Linked DNA regions of Lactuca sativa: region 2 is linked to region 1. The links are chromatin contacts, called in public Hi-C maps. All regions are on one chromosome and are shown on one strand. Each heading gives the region's core, a stretch centred on a gene start, on an enhancer-like site or on the middle of the called end of the contact. The rest is flanking DNA. Distances are from core to core; before and after follow the strand shown.

The links. Hi-C and Micro-C count contacts between places; a contact is called where the count stands out from the background.
Region 2: a Hi-C map of seed shows a contact between it and region 1, with 7 times the contacts expected there. The contact joins the promoter of LOC111893428 here to the promoter of LOC111893430 in region 1. A contact is called at or near these places in 2 of 4 Hi-C or Micro-C datasets (leaf and seed).

The regions. Positions count from the first base shown.
Region 1 is chr1:175,535,308-175,540,815 of Lsat_Salinas_v11, reverse strand. LOC111893430 reads left to right here and starts at 3,110. Exons shown (of 8, transcript XM_023889488.3): 1 at 3,110-3,578; 2 at 3,913-4,086; 3 at 4,309-4,401; 4 at 4,473-4,541; 5 at 4,832-5,038; 6 at 5,437-5,508. The coding sequence starts at 3,318.
Region 2 is chr1:175,831,332-175,836,839 of Lsat_Salinas_v11, reverse strand. It overlaps LOC111893428 (clustered mitochondria protein), which reads left to right and starts at 2,901. Exons shown (of 29, transcript XM_023889486.3): 1 at 2,901-3,096; 2 at 3,456-3,698; 3 at 4,616-4,677; 4 at 4,758-4,947; 5 at 5,224-5,355; 6 at 5,444-5,508. The coding sequence starts at 3,473.

The DNA.
Region 1 (5,508 bases), core at 1,861-4,360:
TGATACTTGACATGACGTCATCCGCTCCAGAACGTTTCCGCCGTTCCGGTTTTGGGGTGTGACATATAGTGTTTATAAACAACTATATGAAAGGAAACACCTTCCGGGACTAGGAAAGACCTTGACCAAGTGTTGGAATCACATGTGATTCAACAGAGGAAGGTAGAATAGCACTCACATGAGTTTACTACCATGGGTTTACGGCCCAAGGGAGTTTACGGCCGTAAACTCATGGCTACTCATGTGTAAGTGCAAGTTTGAAGGCTAGGGATGATTTAGGGACCTTAGCTCTACCCTAGGATGAGGAGGACCGCTTTCTTTGGAGCTTTTGGGGTGTTCACGACCCTAATGAGTTTACAACCGTATAATCATGGGCATTTATGTTTATGAGGGTTGTTTAGGGTCCTAAAAGTCATAATGAAGCATCCTAACTTCAAGTCTAAGCCTTAGGAAGTGTTTGTGGCATCAAAACACTCTTAAATTGAGTTTTCGGCCCATGGACCATTTTGGCATGTGTTTGCGGCCGTAATCACCTATGGGTGATGGTATTTTGATTTCTTTGAGTCCTAAACACATCAAGGTAAAGTGCTAGGCTAGTCTTTAGGCTTAAGGAAGGAATTTGGGGCATCTTTGCACCATAAAAGGGAGTTCACGGCCCAAGAACATCCTTGGCCGTGAACTCTCTTCTAACCCTTGTTTCTTGATGTTTCTAAGGTCTATACATGTCAAGGGTAGTTCTATGTTTGGTTCCAAGGTCTATAGGGACATAGGGCACACTTTTGGCCTCATATTTAGTGTTCACGGTCCAAGAGGATCTTGGGCCGTGAACACCTTTTCCTTGGGATATATGGATGATTTCCATGTTATCTAGGCATGTAATACCCTTTAATACACTCTAGGGTTGAAGTACTTACAATTGGGGGTGAACGGTTGAAGATCCTTGGGAGAGAAAAGGGAGTTTTCTCTAGTTGGAAATGTAAGAAATGAACCCAAAATGGCTAAGTTTTACTTATATAGTCTTGAGGGTTTTCGGTCCCAATACCATTTTTGGACCGTAATATTCCAAACTCTTGAAGTTTTGGGCACCTATTGCTACATAATAAACCCTAGGGGTATCCTCTCTCCTGTTATCTTCTGAAGCACTAACTTTAAAACACTCAAACTTATTCCAAAAAGCTTGAAAGTTAGCAGAAACAGTTTTGACTTCAATTGAAGTCGATGGTTGTACAGAAAAGAAATATTTGGGTTGTCACAGAAATCTCAATTTATGAATGTTTGTGTTGCTATGTTTCATTTATATTCAATTGTTATGATACTGTACATGAAGTCACTCCATCCGCCTTCAGACGTTTCCGCCGTTCTGGTTTGGGGGTGTGACATGGGTTCCTATAATCTGGTTATATTGGAGTGAACCCTCATAAATCGAATCTTAAATCCAAAACGGATCATCACCACAAACACCCTTGCAAATCCATAACACGAGAATCAAATCTGAATCGGTGTTGAAGAAAGAAAGATCAAGAAAGAGGGGAGAGAAAGAGAATAAATCGAAGTGACCCAAATCAAATCCATAAATCCAAGAATCAGAACATATCAGTAATGTGTTCCTCATGATGATCGATGTTGACCTTCACATGCCCATTTTTTTCTCTTACTCTCTACTCTTGTCAAGATCTACATGTTGGATCTTCTTTTAGAGGGTGCAGAGAGTAAGGCACAAGTGGAGTGCAGGTGGCGCCGAAGACAAATGTTATTACCAACAACTACAAATGCTTCAGGCATGGAGGTGTTGGCTGAACATGTAATAGGGTTCGTGAGATACACAAAATAATTAGAGAAAGACAGGAGAGACAAAGGGTATTGGTGGTTTCCTCATTAATTAATAAATAATAAAAAAACGGAAAAAATATATTAAGGACATTGTAGTTATTTTCTATTAAGCAGGGATTTACACTGTAACAAAATTAAAGCATAAAGACGGTCTGAATACAAAAAAAAAGATAAGAACCAAACATAAAATTTTGACAAACCAGAGGATGATTTAGCCTGTGTTTGATTTGCATCTGACCGAGTCGGGTCAGACATTTTTGGCTGACTCGGTCAGCTAAAAGTGTTTGGTAAACCAATTTTGGGTGTCTGACTTAGAAAGCAACGTCTGACTCGATAAGAAATCTTGAATTAGCTGACTGAGAAAGGGAAAAACTTCTTCCAATTGTGCCTTTGTTCTACCGCTCATATTTCAGCCTCTTCTCATCAGGTATGCTTTCTGCAAAAAGCCATACCATTTTCTTCCTCTAAATCGATCACACTCCCATCAAATTCGCAGCTTCTCCTTCGACTTCGTCTTCTCCATCAAGCAAAAAAAGTTTATGATTTTCTTCCAACATCTTTTTTTTCCTACTTGTTAAAAAAAGTTTCTCCTAGCCTTTGATTGATGCTTTAATCGTCTGTCACTTGAAGAAACAAAACAAAATGAACCAGGAGTGTTCCTTTTTTAGATACTCATCCTTAAGGTTGATATGAATTGTTGCACTTTAAGTGTTCGTCAAAATGCCTCAATGAAATTTCCATCTTTTTGTGCTTTGTTGAAGTTGTTTTCATTTAATTTATACGTTTTATATCCATGGAAAAGTTTCTTGTACAACCTATGCTTTCATGTGTTTGTAAAATCGTTAATAGGCTTTAATTATATAATTAATTATAGGTTTTAGCTTACTAAAATTTATTAAAACAATAATTTAGGTAAATATCATATTTTGAAAGTTTTTGAAGAATATATATAATATTAACTTAAAATTATAATAGGGGTATAATGGTAACTTAATAAAAACGAATATTTAAAATAGTTGTATAGAATAGAAGGGTAAAATGATCATTTTGCATAGGTGATCATATTCAGTCAGATATACAATCAAAAAACATGGTTTTTTACTCCGTCAGAATTTATTATTCAGACATATCTTTCCCAGACAACACTTTCTTTCTAGGCAGCAACTATCAAACGCCTTAGTAAATTGTTTTATTTTTTATGATCATCCTAATACTCTGTCGTTGCGAAAAAAAAGAATATATACCAAAAGAAGAAAGAAAGGCCATTATTGAAAGTCAAGGCCTCAAGGGGAAGGAAGGTCACAAGATACTAAAGTGGGCACGCACGCAAGAGGTGCCGTAAAAATAAATTCTCCCGCCATCATCCAAAAATATACATAAACACCACCATAATCATCATTTCTTTCTTGGATCTCGAGTATCTACCATTTTTTTTTTTTTCATTCTCTCTAAGTTTCTAAGAAGAAAAATAAGTAAAAATCAGGCAAATGGAGTTACCGGTGATCGATCTGGAACCGTATTTGGATGTAGTGTCTGGCAAATATTGCGGCGATGAAGTCTTAAATCCCCAACTGAAGACGGCTTGCTCGGAGGTTAGTCGAACCCTAAAAGAAACAGGAGCTTTGCTCGTCAAAGATCCCCGATGTTCTGCTCAAGATAACGATCGGTTTATCGATATGATGGAGAAGTATTTCGAACAGCCTGATGAGTTTAAACGTCTCCAAGAGCGTCCTCACCTCCATTATCAGGTTTTTTCATATACCGATTCCCAGTGAACCTAGTGTTACGGATTGTGTTTGAATTGCATTGATCGATCGATAAATCCGAGGAATTTTGGGGGTTTAACAAAAAAATATGTAAAATCAAGTTACTTACATGCTCAATTATTTGTTTTTATTCGTCCTTCCGATCAGAAAAGGAGGACGCAGATGCGAAAATAATAGTTGTTCAAGTTTAGAATCCAGTGATGTTACTTGAATCTTAAGTGTGGTTTACCTGGAAAATGAAATTGTCATGTTGAATCGTAATTAGGCAAACTGGGTTTTGAAAGAAAATATAATTTGGAGTTTGTGAAAATTACAGGTCGGTGTGACACCAGAAGGAATTGAAGTTCCTCGTAGTTTGGTTGATGGTGAAATGCAAAACAAGCTGAGATCATTGCCTAAAGAGTCTCAGCCGTTGACCCCATCAGGTCCAGATCCTAAGTGGCGATACATGTGGAGAGTTGGTCCTCGACCATCAACTACTCGCTTTCAGGTTTAGCAGACTTCTCCTTAAACTCGCGCTTTTAGTTCAAGATTCCCAAAGGGATTGGAATGTGGGGAGATGAATGGAATCAAATTCCGTTTGAATCCATGTTTCATCGTTCCAAGGATGGGGGGTGAAGGAATTGAATTTCATTCTCGGTCCCTTAAAAGACCAAAGTGTCATTACAAAATCTTTCACTTCCAAAATCATTGATGACTTTTGTTGATGTAGGAACTGAACTCGGAGCCGGTTATACCTGAAGGTTTCCTCGAATGGAAAGAGACCATGGATTCTTGGGGTTCCAAAATGATATCTGCTATAGAGGTGAAGTAGTGACTTTGCATCATAATTTCTTGAATGTTACAGGATATAATTCAAAAATTCAATTTCCTCAGGCTGTTGCTGAAATGGCAGCAATTGGTTTTGGCCTACCAAAGGATGCATTCACTGCTCTAATGAAGAATGTGAGTGTTTATTTTATCTTTTCTGTTTGGTGAAAATCATCAAATGACAATCTCATTATATATATATATATATATATATATATATATATCGGTTAATGAAGTTGCAAAAACCCAGATATTCTTATGATTTTGTTTTTTTTAGGGTTAGGTCATTGTCTAAGTCATTGTACTTGTAAAAAAGGTTCCACTCAGGTCACTTTTTATCTTGGACACGTGACACATAAATAAGTAAATGGTTAAGGTCATAGAAAAGTTTGTTGATGTTTGAATTATATGTTTCTGGATTGCAGGGTCCACATCTTCTTGCTCCAACAGGGAGTAACCTTGAACGCCATGGGAAAGAGGGTACTGTGTTTGCAGGGTATCATTATGACCTTAATTTTTTAACCATTCATGGTAGAAGTAGATTCCCTGGTCTTAGTATTTGGCTAAGGAATGGGAAGAAAGTAGAAGTCAAGGTTCCAGTTGGTTGTCTACTTATTCAGACAGGAAAGCAGGTAAACAAATACCAATCTACTTCTTTACCTAAAAATGCCTCACTTTTTATCTTTTATAATGGAGATATGAATCTGCTTTCTCAGTAGCAATTTCACCTTTGCTTTATTATACCAACCCACTTTCATTTCATTCTACTTTAAATACTCTACCCAGTTATAGCAATGTTATAATTTACAAAGCAATTTTCACTTTTTTTTTTTTTTGAAAGTACAATGCTATAATTGGGTAGGCTGTTCACCTTTATAAAAGAATTGAAGTAAGTAGGATGTACATTGCTACTTCTTGCATTTAACCTCTTAGCTTTTTGGTTTATGAAAATGAAATGTAAATAAAATCTACAGCAGCCTTTCCTGATGCCAAAAAAGTAATGTTATTTATATCTTTTTTGAATTATCAGATAGAATGGTTGACTGCTGGAGACTGTATAGCCGGTATGCATGAAGTTGTGGTAACTAACAGAACACTTGAG
Region 2 (5,508 bases), core at 1,652-4,151, 300 kb before region 1:
ACAACAATTCATATTTATACCGATTTAGATTGTTAAAGTCCATGCAGAATTCATAATTCTTTCATACAGTATCCATTCTCGGCTATCTTTATATCGACAGACTCCTATTAACGATATCTTTGACCCTCGTGTATATTGTTTCGTCTAACAATCATCCGATTAGAATTTCGGTTTCTGTGCCTATATCGCTGCACTGAAACTTCGATACACAGAGCTGTGCATGTTTAATTGCGAAACTTCGAATAAGCATAACCTTTTCATACGAAGTCGGATTTCAACGTTCTTTATACGTATAGAATCTTTGTCACATATACTATAACTTTGGTTAAGATTATTTATCCTAAATAATATTCTATCAAACAATCATTTTCAATGCTTATTATGTCTCAATTGATTAGCCTGAATTTTGTGGGTGTTACATATACCTTAAGTGTGTACTAACATCCTATACAAGCCCATGATTTTGGATTTAATTAATATATTGGACTACCATCGTGTTTCTTGTGATATCTTATGCAAGAACATAGAGCTTGACAAGAGAGGAATAAACCAAGTCAAACCACACATGGTTAGTACCTCATGAACATTGAAGACCTTTGTAAAAGCCGAGTCAAGCAAAGATCAAGGAGGATCTCAAGAATATCAAAATTATAGTTGTTATTGTTGTATGTATAAAGACTAACTTATCGACATTCACACACACACACACACACACACACACTCTCTCTCTCTCTAACTGTCACTATCTCTTTGATTCTCTCGACACTTTAGCACATTTACATAATTTCTAAGATCAACTCACATTTCTAATTTTATTTCGATTTAATATACTTTCTAAGGCATGTGATTTCATCACCTTCCGAGGTTTTATGTCGGAGATCTAAAAGAGTTAAGGGCGTTCCTCGTCATTCTCTGTGTTCTTGCATTTATTTTAATTTACTTATTGTTGTTTGGTCGACATCCACTTATTTTATTATTTGTTTGATTGTTAACCTATTTCCATTATCGAAATTATCAAGATACTTAGTGGTATCTTGATACATTTTTTACTATCTTAAGCTTTATTACACAAATTCACTTGTTGAATCACGTTAACACTATTTTGTCCCAAATACACTTATTTTCATTGTGAAGCAACACGTATTTATAAAACAGTTCTTTGAACTTAGTTATATTCTACCTAGGATATTGGGTACAACCAATATCTTCAACACATTTCAAGATCTTAAGCACTTTATTTTCAACTATCTTATTTCAAACATCACGCCATACTTACTAATTTGGTTACAAAATTAGTTCGTTAATTTTTGACCAAAACAATAGCATCTCCAGAGTGGTGTATTGTAGTAGTGGTGAAATTATCAATTATCCTTATTGGTGTTATAAGGAAATCGCCGTTGGTATGAAATTGTGTTGGTAAGTCTCATATGGTGTCACGAGACAATAAGAATAACCTGTTGGAGTAATTGAAAGCATAATTTATAATTGGAGCATGTAGTTGATAATAAACTGACATATATAATGATATATGTTGTTATGTTATTGTATTGTTATTCACTAAACCTTTGGCTTATAATGTTTTATTTGTTGGTGTGTTGCAGGTTGGGTTGTTGTAGTGCACGACTAGGATCATGTACTTCGATGCAAGTACGATTCTGATGATAACTCCTTGTATTCGAGTGTGCTAGTGTACACCAAAAAACTTTATAAGTCTATAAATAAGAAATTGTTGGGGCGTGCATAGTATGAAAATCATGGGCGTTATACAATACCAATCTACATTCCGAGACATAGTACAAAGCTTTATCACTTTCAGCGTGCTCTTTATCCATCTGAGCATAACACGCCGAGTCCTTGATCTTCGGTTTGACTTATCAGTCGGATTGACAATCACAAGCAAAGTGATTTCCAAGACCATACTCGTGATAAACGAGTTTAAGTTTGGCGGCAGGTGGGGCCAGTTTGTTTTGGGAGACTGTATATGGATTGGATGGAAGGTTGGGTTGGTATTGAGGAGACTTTTGGTGATTATTAGAGGATTGGTAAGTTTGATGATTTGTGTGATGAGGAACTTAGTACATTTGTTGTTGATTGTTGTTTTGGTATCAATTTTTGGCTTCAAATTTTTGTTATTCAAACTGGAGTGAGTTTTAGGTTGTACTTCATGGTGAGTAAGACAATCATTATGAAAAACTTGTTATTTGGTTTCAACAGCTTGTTCTTTAGTTTCAACGTCAGTTACCCAAAATTTTTCTCTGATATTAGAAAGTAAATCACAACTCTAACCCTTCGTTTCCTTTTAAGCCATCTTTTAAGTGATGATTACTTCATATACCTAAGATATCCAACTCGATCAAGTACGTAAACTAGGGCAGGCATAGGGGTTCTCGGGATGGCCGATGCAACCCCTCAAATTTTGCAGCATAATGTAATTTTTTTGGGAAATTTTCTGACGTGCCACCCATAAAATCATGTGTGCTACCCCTGAGATACTGTCTTATGTCTGCCTTTGTACGTAAATATGATGTGCTAAGACGTTTATTGGCTTTTCAAGGTGTAATAACTATAAAATGGAATGTCTCTAACGGTGTTACGAGTTTTATGGTCACGTTAGATGCAACGTCACCTAAGGTTACCCCTATAAGACACATAATCTGACATCTTAAAAAAAAAACCTTTTTAAATTTCAGACATTAAAAAAGTAATATTAAAATAAATACGTAAAAACATCAACAAACTTAAGGGTTATGAAATTTCACTGATCTTTACATCATTTTAGAAAAACCTTATGAAATGATATAATAAAATAAATGTCACGCAAATGACCTAACGAAAGGTTACACAAACCGAGCCAATTGCGAAAAGAGATTAATTGACCTTTGAAATAAAAATACATGACATAATAAAACTACACACTCGCAAACCCCTCCTCTCCCTACTTCTTTCTCTCTCTCACAGAGTAACCACACGCTCGCCCTCGGCCGCCACAGCCTCCATCCCTCCATTCCCTTCTCAATTCGCTGCTATTCGTACACAACTTTCTCTTAATTCCCTGTATTTTATCCGCCGATTTCAATCGGTGATATTCAAATACAGGTTGCTTTTTCTTTTCTTTATCTCTCACTCTGATTTTAACGTGCGTATCAACATTTCTACACGAGGGTTTTGCTTCAATATAGTGACTGTTGATAGCTGAATCAAATTTATGTCTATATTTTTTTCATGTATATGTCAATTTTGAGGTTATTTTCATTAGATATCTATCTCTTTTGTTAGTTTAGCAAGTTTCGTACTTCACTTCATTGTTTAAACGAGTTATGAATGCGTAGATTGGTCGAGTCTTTTCTCAAACGGGTTTTCTTTTCTGATTCCTTAAATAGTATGTGTTTATTTTGATTAACACCTTGATTCAGATACACTGATATAGATTGTGCTCGTTTGTTTTCTGGATTTAGGTGACTGGGAAGTAGATATGGCTGGGAAATCAAGCAGAGGGCGGAACAAGAAAGGGGCACAAAACGCCACGAATGCTACTGAACAAGCGGTCTCATCCAACGGTCATTCTAAAGATAACTTGAATCCTGTGGAAGAAACAAAGGTGGAAGCTAATGGAGTCCCGGCTTCAGCTGAGATACAAACCACGCAGCCAGAGGTCAATGAGTCGGACAATGTAAATTTGGAGAACCAGCCGAAGCAAGGTAAAGTTTTTTTGTTTGTTTGCAATCGTGCTTTTATTCTTGTTTGTATTTCTTTGATGTAGCAAATTCAAAAGCATATAGAAATTGTGGTAATATGTTGATGTTAGAGGTATTTGAGCTCCCCTCATCTGCGTCATCATTTTTTTTCGACCCAATGGGCTTAATGGGGACACGAATGACCTTATATATGAGTTTTCCTTTTTTTTACTCAATGCATAATGAATGACTTAATCGAGAAAGTCAAGGATTCCTTTTTAAGTCTTTAACTTTTTACAAGTTGGCTCTTGTTTATTTTTATCCCATTACCCATTTTCTCAAAAAAATTAAACATCATTTTTCTCAACATCACTTTATCCATATATCACTTATTGGGAAAAAAGAAACATGTCCTTAGGGTCATTAGGTTGCATTAATAATTGAACAGGGGGAGATAATAGTATTGGGTATAACTATATGCACAAAGGATAATCATGATATGTCTTGGATCACTATATGGAGGAATTAAAGATATGTTTCATACAACACGGTAGACATGTAGGTTTCCGTGATTTTACCTGTTTATACAAAATATGCAATGATTTCATTTTAGGACCAAAATAAATTGTGTTGGTTCCATAATAAATTATGTTGGTTGCGTAAGTTGGTAAAAGAGTGAACCTTTGTTGCATTAATTTGTAAAAAGTTGAAACATTGTTGCATTTTAACCAGTTGGTTGCATATTCCTAGAATGAAATGTGGTTGCAGAAAATGGGAAAAAGAGAAACATTGTTGGCTTAATGCACATTTAACCCTATGATGCATGCAGAGTTAGAGATTCTAGTTGTATATAGAAAAAGAAAGAGCAGTAAGATAACTAAGAACAAGTGTTTTCATGATTAAAAATATAAAGTTTACAGAGTCTTGGATCCTATTTGCAGGAGACATTCATCTTTTCCCTGTTCCGGTGAAAACACAATTTGGTGAAAAGCTTGAGCTACAGGTATGCTGGTATCTTTAAGTTTGATTGTTTTATATAAGTTTTAGGTTTGAATGATAAATAAATGTTTATGAAATTTGCAGTTGAGTCCGAGTGATTCTGTTATGGATGTGAGGCAGTTTCTTCTTGATGCTCCAGAGACATGTTTCTTTACTTGCTATGACTTATTACTGCACACTAAGGATGGATCGAGTCATCATTTGGAAGATTATCATGAAATTTCTGAAGTTGCTGACATCACTGCGGGGGATTGTTCTTTAGAGATGATTGCAGGTATAGCTAGCTAGTCTTTGCCTTTGGTATCATGGAATGTGAATCCTTCCATTTTTTAAGCTTCACTTCATTTTTTAGCAACATTCATTGAAACATTACAATAAATCTAACCCATAAGTCCTTTTTTCAAAAACATTAACGATTCCAATTAAATAACAGTTTTACTTTCTAGAAATATGATGATGGAATGTGGGACATGATTTGATTTGTCATTGGAAACATAGTTTATTGGCAAGGATTGATAATAATAATAATAATAAATGGAAATGTTTGCAGCCCTTTATGACGATAGATCCATCAGGGCTCATGTCCACCGAACCCGAGAGTTGCTTTCTCTCTCAACACTCCACTCCTCATTATCAACATCACTCGCATTGCAACATGAGAATGCAACTGCAAATTCAGGAGGTTTGGTTTGTTTTGTTTTTTTGTATAAAATATTCGTTGAATTACTTTTTTTTTGACTGATGGATTGATCATTTCCAAATTAAAATAGATCCTACTGCAAAAACGGAGGTTTTAGAGCTTGAGAATTTGGGGTTCATGGAGGATGTCTCTGGT